Regions from separate parts of the Mus musculus genome. Here region 2 is linked to region 1. Evidence: chromatin contacts called from public Hi-C data. All regions are on one chromosome and are shown on one strand. Each heading gives the region's core, a stretch centred on a gene start, on an enhancer-like site or on the middle of the called end of the contact. The rest is flanking DNA. Distances are from core to core; before and after follow the strand shown. Region 1 overlaps Mvb12b (multivesicular body subunit 12B). Region 2 overlaps Mapkap1 (mitogen-activated protein kinase associated protein 1).

Evidence for each region. A called contact is a pair of places that touch in the nucleus more often than the background predicts.
Region 2: a Hi-C map of cortical neurons shows a contact between it and region 1, with 2.1 times the contacts expected there. The contact joins two enhancer-like sites. A contact is called at or near these places in 1 of 484 Hi-C or Micro-C datasets (cortical neurons), 2 of 115 datasets of contacts at active chromatin or transcription factors (embryonic basal ganglia and embryonic stem cells) and 1 of 9 other capture datasets (embryonic stem cells).

What each region holds. Positions count from the first base shown.
Region 1 is chr2:33,791,157-33,796,315 of GRCm38.p6, reverse strand. All of the region lies in intron 7 of Mvb12b (multivesicular body subunit 12B), which reads left to right. It overlaps Gm33856 (a long non-coding RNA gene), which reads right to left. Exons shown (of 3, transcript XR_374264.4): 1 at 1-5,159. Among named protein-coding and RNA genes, the nearest start is that of Gm33856, 4.2 kb to the right of the region's middle. Within about 2 kb of position 1,740, at least 30 of the 459 cell types and tissues checked have an H3K27ac peak or open chromatin away from gene starts, as enhancers often do. A contact at or near this core is called in cortical neurons, where this site is marked.
Region 2 is chr2:34,542,919-34,548,116 of GRCm38.p6, reverse strand. All of the region lies in intron 7 of Mapkap1 (mitogen-activated protein kinase associated protein 1), which reads right to left. Among named protein-coding and RNA genes, the nearest start is that of Gm34178, 30 kb to the left of the region's middle. Within about 2 kb of position 1,521, at least 44 of the 459 cell types and tissues checked have an H3K27ac peak or open chromatin away from gene starts, as enhancers often do. A contact at or near this core is called in cortical neurons, where this site is marked.

The DNA of each region.
Region 1 (5,159 bases), core at 491-2,990:
ACACTGCCTTGTTTCGATTGATGAATTGCCTGCTTTCTTGATTAAACCTTCCGTCACTTAAGAAACAAAAAGCCTGTGTTTAGATGGCAGAGTGGGACATGTCAAAAAAATCTGTCTCCTTTACCTTTGTGCAGATGTGGGCACAGACTGTAACATGTATTATTAAAATGAATGTGGCATTTACTGTGCATTATTCCTTCCCTGGGAGAAAGGACTGTAAATTATATGCTAATAATAAGCTTTAACCCTTTCGAAATGCAGAAAGATTTAAGAGTGCAAATCCTCACAGAGGCCTGGCTAATTGGATATGCTTTTGTACATTCCCCGTGGCCACCGTGTCACAGGAGTTAATGAACACTACGCATAGGCCCGTTCACAGGGGCACTCAAGAGCTCGAGCCAGTGTCTCTGCAAGGCTCCACAGAGGGGCTGAGCCTGACACCCTGCCCGTGGCCCATGGCTGGACCGTGCCCTATGAATCCTCAGCTGGAATGTTAGCATGGCCCCTCCTCATTTACTACAAGCCCACTTGGCTGGGCTTGTGGTCTAGCCCAAGCAGGTGCCTAGACACACGAATGCTGTGGCTTGCCCCCTTGACCAACCCTTTCTAACTGTAATGTCCTGCTGTCCCGGTGACAAGTGCTTCCTCCAAGCACAGCCTGAGCCTTCATCTGCCGGTCAGACCTGCATGTCTCCCATGTCCCCAGCCATGAGTGACTGCATCCTTCCAGACCTCTCCTGCCCAGATCAATCTGCCCTTTGACATGTCGCACCCCTGTCCTGCCAGCCTGCGTCACTCTCTACGTCCGTGCTCCACTCTGCTTTTGCATCAGGCACAGCACCAGTTCCACCTACCTTGCCTTTCAGTAGACAAGGGCCTGTTTGGAAGCCTGGGGGCGGGCTTCTCTGCTCTCTAAGTCAGGAAGATGTGGGTAACACAGCCCACAGAAGGAGCAAGGCTAAGCCGCTGCTCATTCAGCAGACTCCGGGGCCCATGGCAGGCTCTGTGATCATCAAGAGACCTGTTGGCAAAGGCTGTCACATCATGCTCAGAATTTTGACACATGCTACCCAGCTTTCAGAGAGAAATCCTGGGTGCAGCCTCCCAGGTTGTACACTGCACAGTGTGCATGAGTAGCATCCCCTAGAGGCTTGCATTATGCTCAGGCAGGTGATACATTGCTGTAGCTACTCTCACACCTGGGAAAGACAAGGAGTGTCCAGCCCCCCCCCCCCAATTGCTGGGAGGATCCAGGGCTTAGTAAAAACAGTTTGCAAGGCAGGAGGTCTTGTGGGAATAGGGGTGCTCTCCATACTCACTTTCTCTGCTGGACATGACCTGTGGAGGAGCCCAAAGATTTGTGGGGAGTCCTGACTCAGGACACACTGGCACATGCCCAGCATGGTCTTCACTGCAGCCTTGTGCTCCCTCCCAGAAGTCTGACGGATATGGTCACTTCTGACTGTTAGGGAAGATTTGTTCTTCCCCACCCCAGTACAGGGAAACGGCAGTAAAGGCTCTGCGACTCTTCAGCCAGCATCTCTGGAAGCCGGGAAGCCGAAATGCATCATCACTTACAAGTGGGCTGTTTTCTGTGGCAGACAGCCCACAGGCCCTTCTGGGGAGGCGACAGGATGACGGCTTAGGGGCAGGAAAGAGGGAAGTGCCAGGCAGGCAGAGCCTGCCAGCAGCATCTATAAAATCTTTCTGCATGTGCCTTTGGTGTCTGCAGGAAAAATCCTTGGTGGAGCTGATGACTGCCGGGGCCTTTGTGCGTGCTCCTACTCTCTGCAGGTGGGGGAGCACCAAGACCTATTCCAGTTTAGTCATTATGGAAAATTAAAATATTATGAGGTGACAGGTACTTCAGAGCTCTTAAGTAGGTGGCCGACTCCCACTGCGTTCTCGGTCTGTATCTGGCTTGAAAGCCTGGCAGAGCTTGAGCAGCAATGCCTTCAATCCATGGGTGAGGCAGACAAGGGGCCTTGGATGGACCTTGACAGGAACTTGCAGATCAACTTCAGGCCCAAGTTTCCCACCTGAGCAGCACCTGAGATGCCACATCTCCCAGGTCAGTTTGGCAAAAACAACTGCAGTTGTTTGAGACAAGGTGTGGTTGTACCCCCATCAGGGCCACAGGTACCATGTATACATGCAGCTCAAGGTGGTCCAAGATCCTGCCTGATGCTATGTATCTACAGGCCCTAGACCTCATGGGCACTCTGTTTAGACAGCACCTTGACAGAGAGCAGGTATCTGGGCACTCCCTCCTCCCACTGTGTTCATCTTCTCATAACTTCCTTCCTGGCAGAGGACCCCATTGCAGGCCTGGCCCAAAGCATACTAATAACCAAGGAAGTGTACTTAACCCCAGCTCTTCATCTGCTCCTGACACCTCTGCTGGGGCTGCTCTGGACACTGCTGTCTGCAGAGGCTTGCGTATCAAGTTTGCCTTTTGTTCTGTTCTCCATGTATGTGTCTCTCGCAGTAATCAACCGTCAGCTGAGAGGGGAGGAGAGGATATTACGGTAATGTCTTTCATTTAAACACATTTAGGGAGCTAAAATAGATGACACCTATCTATTTTATTAAAATAGATCGAGTTAATAGAAATAATGTATTTAATTATACCCGCCCTTCCCCGGGTGGAACCCCTGAGTGCACTGTTTGGGCCTTTTGTCACTAATGTAAAACCCAAGACAATTCTAAGTAGGAGAAGGAGTTTAGAGAGATGGACCCGCCCAGCACTGCACCCAGGGCTGAGATTTAAATTCAGGTTTGGACATCAGGCCCTGAGGCCGTGGCTCTTGTTCAGTCCAGGCTGCTGTTTGTTTCTCTCCCTTTGTCAGCCTGAAAGGTGAAAGTGTACAAGCCCAAATGATTCACGAAAGCACCCAAGTGTCAGGGTGGCCCCAGTGCTCTGGAAATCCCTACTGCCTCAGCCTCTCAGCTCTCATTAGGGAGAGAGAGGCCTTGAACACATGGCTGACTAGGATCTCTAAGTCCCAAGGGCGTCAGGAGCAGGCAAAGACTCCACAGGGGTGTTGCTGTTACTACAGTACTCCAGACCCATTCTCGGGTCTTTTTTGGGACAGCTAAGGGGATGAAGGAAGCACCTCCAACAACCCCTTATCAGGAGTGGGGCCGTGCGAGTTGTGCTGTGTACATCTTTGTCTCCCGTGCTGCAGTCTTCCCTGAACCTTAAAATGATGGGAGGTGGCCAAACCCACCATGCCACATAGTGGCATTGAACCCTCAGTTCCTTTCCCTGTTGTGAGCTTTGTAGCTCCATGAGTTCCTGTGTCTGTCCACCAGCATCAGGTCCCATCTGAGCTGGGGACCACCTCAGTGTCACCTGCCTGCCCTTCCTCAAAGCTTCATTCTCTAGATCAGACCTCCAAAGAGCCAGGGATGGTGAACAGTTGCAGCTCTCATGTTCCAGCCACCTCTCTGCAGAGGCCCTAGCCTAGGACCCATGATCTGCCAGCCCACGTCCCCTCTGCTTCACACTCCTCTCTTTCTCCATCTGCCTGGGGCCTGGAAGGTACGGGGCTCAGGCTAGCATCTTGAGATTTACCAGGCAATGATTCGACTTCACAGGGGTGGGTAATCAGCTCAGAAGCTGCCCAGTGTCTCACACCAGAGTGCCCTCCCTTCTCTGGGGACACATGCATCTAACTTCTGACAGCAGCACAGAGGAGAGCCCAGCCTATTTAAGGACAGCAGAGCTAACTTTCTCACAGACAGAGCACCTGAGTCTACCCCTGCCCCCACCTCACCTCATCTTTCCTTCAGTGCTGCCCTGCATGCCCCCTGTGCTTCCCTTCCTTCTTAGTTAGTGCCGGTGATGATCCTAAGCCTCTGTGCTATTTACTAGAGGGAAAGAAAGGAGGGAGGGAAGGAGGGGAGAAGGAGAGCGAGAGAGAGAGGGAGAACAAGCCTTTGGTCCAGCCTGTGTTTGGATGGAATTATTTGTCACATGTCACAGAGAATGAGACTCTTCACACTCAGATTTGTCTTAGCATCATCTCTGGGATGGTGAATGATGCCAAACTTTCCTCCAAGGTGAGATCCTTTGTTGGCGAGTGCTTTCTTTTACAGCATGAGCAATCTCTTGATTCACTGGCAAGGCGACATCCATAATCTTGAATGAGGGAGTGGAGCTTACCTCGCTGGCCCTGTGCATCACTCTGGTGACACATAGAGGCATCCTGAATTGCTCACTCGGTAGAGGCAGTGAACACACTGGGCTTTTACATGCCTTGCCCTGTGTATTGACTTCAGATACATCCAGTGCCAGCAGAACTCTGTCCTTAGAGAAGATCTTTGTCTTGAACGTTGCCTGGTCCCCAACTCTTGCTATTTCTGCCAACGGTCCTGTCACCTCTGTAGACTCAGGGCAGGTGGCTTCTGTGGCCACTGAGCTTCCTGGTTACATACGTTTCCTGGACAGCTTGGGCATTGTGCTTGACTGCCCAGGTCTAAGGAAGGAGTTCTACCTTTAGCTAACGGGTCTTGTTCAGGGTTATTCAGGACTGCAAAGATAGTTCAGAGTTTATGTGAGGACCTGAGACCAATCCCCAGCACCCACAGACAAAACTGGGAGCGGGGGCTCTCATTAATAATCCCGGTGCTGGGGAGACAAAGACAGAGGACTCTATGGTGCTCGGTGGCCAGAACCTAGCTTAGTGGAGAGCTCCAGGCCAGGAAGAGACTGTATCAAAAAACTGAGGATAGCCTTCCTGTGTGATGACACCTGAGGCTGACCTCTGACCTCCACACACATGTACACACACACACAGAGTAGTTGTTTTCACAGCCAAAGTTCAGGATTCATTTAGGATAACAAAACAAAGGCATCTCATTTCCCAGTGTGCCGAGCACCCAGCCAGGACCAGGCATACAGGAGGTGCTCAATATTTATGGTCTTGTTCCAGAGAAGAACTGGTTTTGGGGCCATTCCTGCCTTGTCGCTGACCTGTTCAGATGTGTGAATAGAGACGTTTTATGTAATATCATTTCCATTATCTCTTTTGTAAGCTTGAATGACACCTTCTCTTCTGTTTTTAGCAAATTACAAATAACACCCACAAAGGGCACTCCAGATACCATATGTACCTTTGACCTGAACCAGAGGTCCTGCTCTCTCTTGGCCTGCT
Region 2 (5,198 bases), core at 272-2,771, 750 kb before region 1:
CACATACATAATAAGATAAATAAAAATCTTAAAAAACAAACAAACAAACAAACAAAGGGTGGCCTGGGCCAGCAGCCAGTGAAAAGGCTGCAGGTCATGAGACAGCGTTTTAGTTGATTTTACAAAATGCATCAGTCACCACCTCTGGGCCAACCAAAGTTCTGGCAAACCAAAAGGAAATCATTATTGTTCACAATTAATTTACTTAAGTTCAACATCCCTCTGACAAAGGAAAAGGATCTGATCATACTTGTCTTTAGAAAGGTAGTCATCAACATCTGGCAAGATTATCAGGTTGCCAGTGTCAGTTCCAGATCTGCTGCTGCAAAGCCAAGATGCTACAAGGCTGAGGCTCTGAGACCTGCCAACCTTCCCAGCCACTGAGCCAGGCAGAGTCACTCACTCTTTGGGAGTCTGCCCAGCTCCTACTGCCTGGTCCAGTGCTGGTGGACAGGACAGGGGGCTCATGGAAACAAAGAGAAAGTAAGGGCACGACTGACGCTAGAGAAACACAGACGGACACGTGAAGCTACAAGCAAGAACCACTGTCCTTACATCTTGTTGCTTTACTCTCTTCTTCCCATGCTGCCCAGCACAGCAGAGGCTGCTGGAATACTTACTGAGCACTAAGGATGCTTTTGACAACTGATGCTTGAAAAATCTGTGTGACCCTTCAGTGCGTTTGTTTGTTTTACTTAAATTGTAATTCATCTTAATTCATATTGTTCCACTATTAAATGTAGTACAGGGGAAAACCCAGCACACTCACATTTTGCTATGGTCTGGTATTCCTTTGACTTAGTAGTGACAGTCTCTAGGAATACTGAAGAGCCCCAAGGCCACTCTAGTTCCTCCAGCACTAGAGCTTTACTTGGATCTCACTGGCTTTCCCTGTGGAAAACTAGTTTGATGACAAAATGGCACCCCCACACTTCATCCTGTGACCTAGGGAGTCACAGAGGCAGGTGTGGATGATAGCTGCCTCCTGGTGCAAACCCAATGCTGTTGGCCTGAATTTAAACTATCGTTGTCTCTAGACATTATCACAATAAGAAAAAGACAGCCTCACTGACTAGCTCTTGCTTGGGTTTCTGAGACTCACAGAGCCCAGGCTGGCACTGAAGTCCTTATCCTTTTGCTCCTCTCTCTCAAGTGTTGGGATATCAGCTTCTTTTCCCCTACAGCATCACACTCCTATTCTAGAAGGAAGTAGATTGATCTTTCTAGGGGAGGGGTGTACACATGTCTCCACTGAGCTAGCTATGTGTCCTGAAACGAACCCAGTACTGAGGACACACCTTTCCACAGCAATCACAGGTACATGGTAGAAAGTTCTTTCAGCTGCAACTGACCGAAAAGGAAGAGCTCTGCTGTCATATTGCAGCTGCTGAAAACTTCCTTCTGAGCTGCTTATGGAGGAAAATGGCTCTTGTGTCAGGCCTCTGCAAGCAGTGGAACACTGTGGAGGATGCTTGGCTGGTCTCGGAGAAGTCTGCTGGGGTGGGCTAACTCTTGTAAAGGAGTGGTTTTATGCAAAGTAGCTAACACAATCTTGGCAGAGGAAGAATTCTTCCAGCTGGCAAGAGGATCCACAGAAGGCTGGCATGCCTGTAGAAAGGGTCTTCTGCTTGTGCTGGGTGGGGTAAGACTCATACTCTTCCCAGAGACAGACACAGCACCCCGAGCCTCTTTGCTTGTAGTAATCCTACAGTCATTCTCATGATATCCTCTTCATGCAGCCGTTCCTGAGAAGCAGCAGCAAAGTGCTAAACCTCTCTCTACCACAGAAACATGCAAATGCCACTTGTAAATAAGTAAGTTCCTTGGCAGCACCCTTCTGCTGGCTTTACCTCCAGACTCTCTGGCACAGGAAGCTGATGACATAAGCTGTGTGACAAAGGAGTCTTGTGATATCAATCCTCCTCTATCATGGCATGGGCATCCTTGTTAGGAAAGCAGCTGTTTCTTGGAAACGGTGCTTCCAGCAGCCTCAAGTTCAAGTGCAATACAAGGCTCCTTCTATATCACATTAAGTTTCCTACAGACTTAACTTGCTGGAAACATAAAGTTATAGGCAAAAGCCAGGTCAATGAATGGAAACAAAGTAAAGCAACACCTCCAGAGAAACTTAGGCCCAAGGGTGATGACAACACGTGACTTCCACTGAGTTCTCTGTATAGATTAAATATCTTATAAGCACCCGGCAATCCTACAACCTTTTCAGAGCCTGTGACTGAGGCTGCAAGGGGTTCATGACTTGTCTCATTTTACAGCTTATCAGAGGTGCTGCTGAGGACTCAGGGTGATTTATTTCCAAAGTCTAGGTTTTTCCTACAGCATCACACTCCCATTCTAGAAGGAAGCAGATTGATCTTTCTAGGGGAGGGGTGTACACATGTCTCCACTGAGCTAGCTATGTGTCCTGAAATGAACCCAGTACTGAGGACACACCTTGTAGTCGTGAACAGGACAATACAGGGACCCATGAGTTTAGGTCTCAGGTTATTCATTACTACTGTGTAGCCTCTCTTAGCTCTAGTGTCACTCCATATATAAAATGAAACTAACAGCCAACTAAAATATGTGTTTGAAAAGTGCTGATGTAAGTGGTAATAATTATTATCAATCTGTAACTTTACATGGAAAGTTAAAGCCACGGGTAAATGAAAGAAGGAAACCATGACCTCAAATGTTATTTAACATATTATGTATAGAAAAATAAAATATCCCACACTACTGGGTATCTTCCCGTGCTGCTTTCTGTCTTATTGGCTTGAAAGTCTCCCACTACCCCAGAAACTGACTGTTTTGTCTAGACCAACTAAGCAGCCTGTTCTTGAGCTCTGCCTGTCTGCCTCCCGGCGCTGGGCGGAGCGGCGTGTGCAGTGAGCATCTAGCCTTTTACACGGCTGCGCTCCCTGGGCTTACGGGCTACATGCTTTGACCACTGAGTCACCTCTCCAGCTCCCCACCCTCCATTTTATTATTAACTTTGGTAGCCCTGAAAAGCTGACAACTGTACACAAAAAATTCAGGTACCTACTGCCACATTCCATACCTAACACTTGACCCCATTTGCTCCAGCAAGTATTTACCCCACTCCCATCTTTTCGAATGCATTTGAACCAGGAGACAGATACCAGCATATTTAGAACACCCTGTAGTTAAATGGCTAACTAGGATTCAATGTTTACAATTCTATTTTTACTTTTAGGCACAATCTGCACACAGTGGGATAAATAAACTTCACAAGTGCCGCTTGCTCACCTGTGCTTGTGCAGCCCAGCTCCTGACCTCACGTGGACTGTCAACACACAATCTATTTCCCTTAGCCTAGAAAGCTTTCAACAGCCTTTCACAGTGAGGAAATTCTGTGGTTGAGAAATATTACACAGAACTTAAAAATCTAATTTTATCTGTTACCTGTTATCAATACTCACGAATTGTGCAGGTGTGTTTACATACATACACACACACACACACACACACACACACACACACACACACACACACACACACACACAGGTGTGCACACATATTCCCCATTCATGGCATTCACAACCATAAAAGCAAAACAGGATACAGCCCAGGTCACAAGGTCTTGTGTAGAGATTAAACATAAAAATGCTGGGAATACTATTAAGTTTCCAATGGACATCAAAGTCATTTTGTTGGTACTTCCTCTCTACTTCTTTCCCCCTAATTTAAAGATGCTGCTTTGAAATAGAAAACAGTAATGAGGTAAAAAAGAAAAAAAAAACACCCAGTTAAATGAGAGCTGTGGGAAAAGGCACCTCTCTGCATAGGCAGTCCTCTCCCAATTTATCCACTCTGACTTCAGCTAATTAAACATCCGTCTCAACGGCCTCCTCGGCAAATTAGTCATCCCCACTTTGTGACACTGATTGTTGGTTGCAGCCTCTCCCCACTTGCTGCCATTCCCAGAAACTTGTAGGAGTTTTCTCACCAGGCACATGGCAAGGAATGATGCAGGGTCTCCATTAGCCCCCTACAGTTGCCCTTGGTACCAGTGCTGTTTGTAATGCTGCCAGCCATGTCCTCAGACATGCCTTCCCAAAAGAAACCTGTTCAGGGGTGACAGTTTTGTCTACATTTCTGAGTTCCAGTGTATGATGCACTTTCCAAGTGCTAGTACATATACCAGACGGAAAAGAGGTATTAAATAAGCATTTCATTGAAAATCTGTTTTACGATAGCTTTGATGAGGAAGGAAGGAAGTAGTACAAGGTCTCAAAGGAACTGAACTGAGTTCTGGTAAATCACCACAGATCCTCTGAGCACTGAAGCTTTGTGAGTGGATCAAATGGCCAGCAGGCAAACAAGGAAAGCTGCCCGGCTTGGCTGTATGTGCACACGCTCCTTGTCACCTGCCTGCTGAGAGAGAGAGAAAGAGAGACGGCAGGCGGGGAAAACCTGATTTTGCACTATAGGATACATTTTACACGTTACTCAAGTCAGACTTCTTAAAATGCCTTTTCCCCTTAAAAGAGCTTACTGTCCATCCTAAGTGGTAGCATCTTTTAGAAAGACAAATGGCTAACAAGCACATTTGAAAATACTTAACTACACTGAAGACTCAGATAAAGAAAGTAAAATGAGACACTAGCAGCTGTCTGTCTACCAGTTTGGAAAAGCTGAAAGACTGGTAGAATACAATGTTGGTAAGCCCTGGGAGCAGGTACTTAGCAGGTACATACTTCAGGAGTGGTGGGGCTGTGTAACAGCTGCTCTAGAGATGATCTGTCTCTCTTCATATGTGCGGGAGATATGGAAGCCAGTGGTCAGTATCTGATATCTGCCTCATGGCTCTCATCTGTGAGATGGCTTTTCACTGAAGGCAGCTAGGTGAGCTCCAGGAATCGTCCTGTCCAGTACTAGAGTTATACAGGTATATAACCATGTCCAACTTTCATGTGATTTGAACTTAGGTCCTCATGGGTGTGTGGCAGGCATTTTACCCACTGAGCCACCCCCTCTGCCTTCAATCATTGACAAGAAATCCCTTATCTGGCACAAATCTGCAATAAATAGTTATACAGGACTGTTTGCTTCATGTTTTGTATATTGAAAAGTTAGAAATAATCCAAATAACTTAAATGTTAGGTTAAATACATTTAATTGGAATTATAAACAGACATTAGATCATACACACATTTGATATCACACATACACCTCTC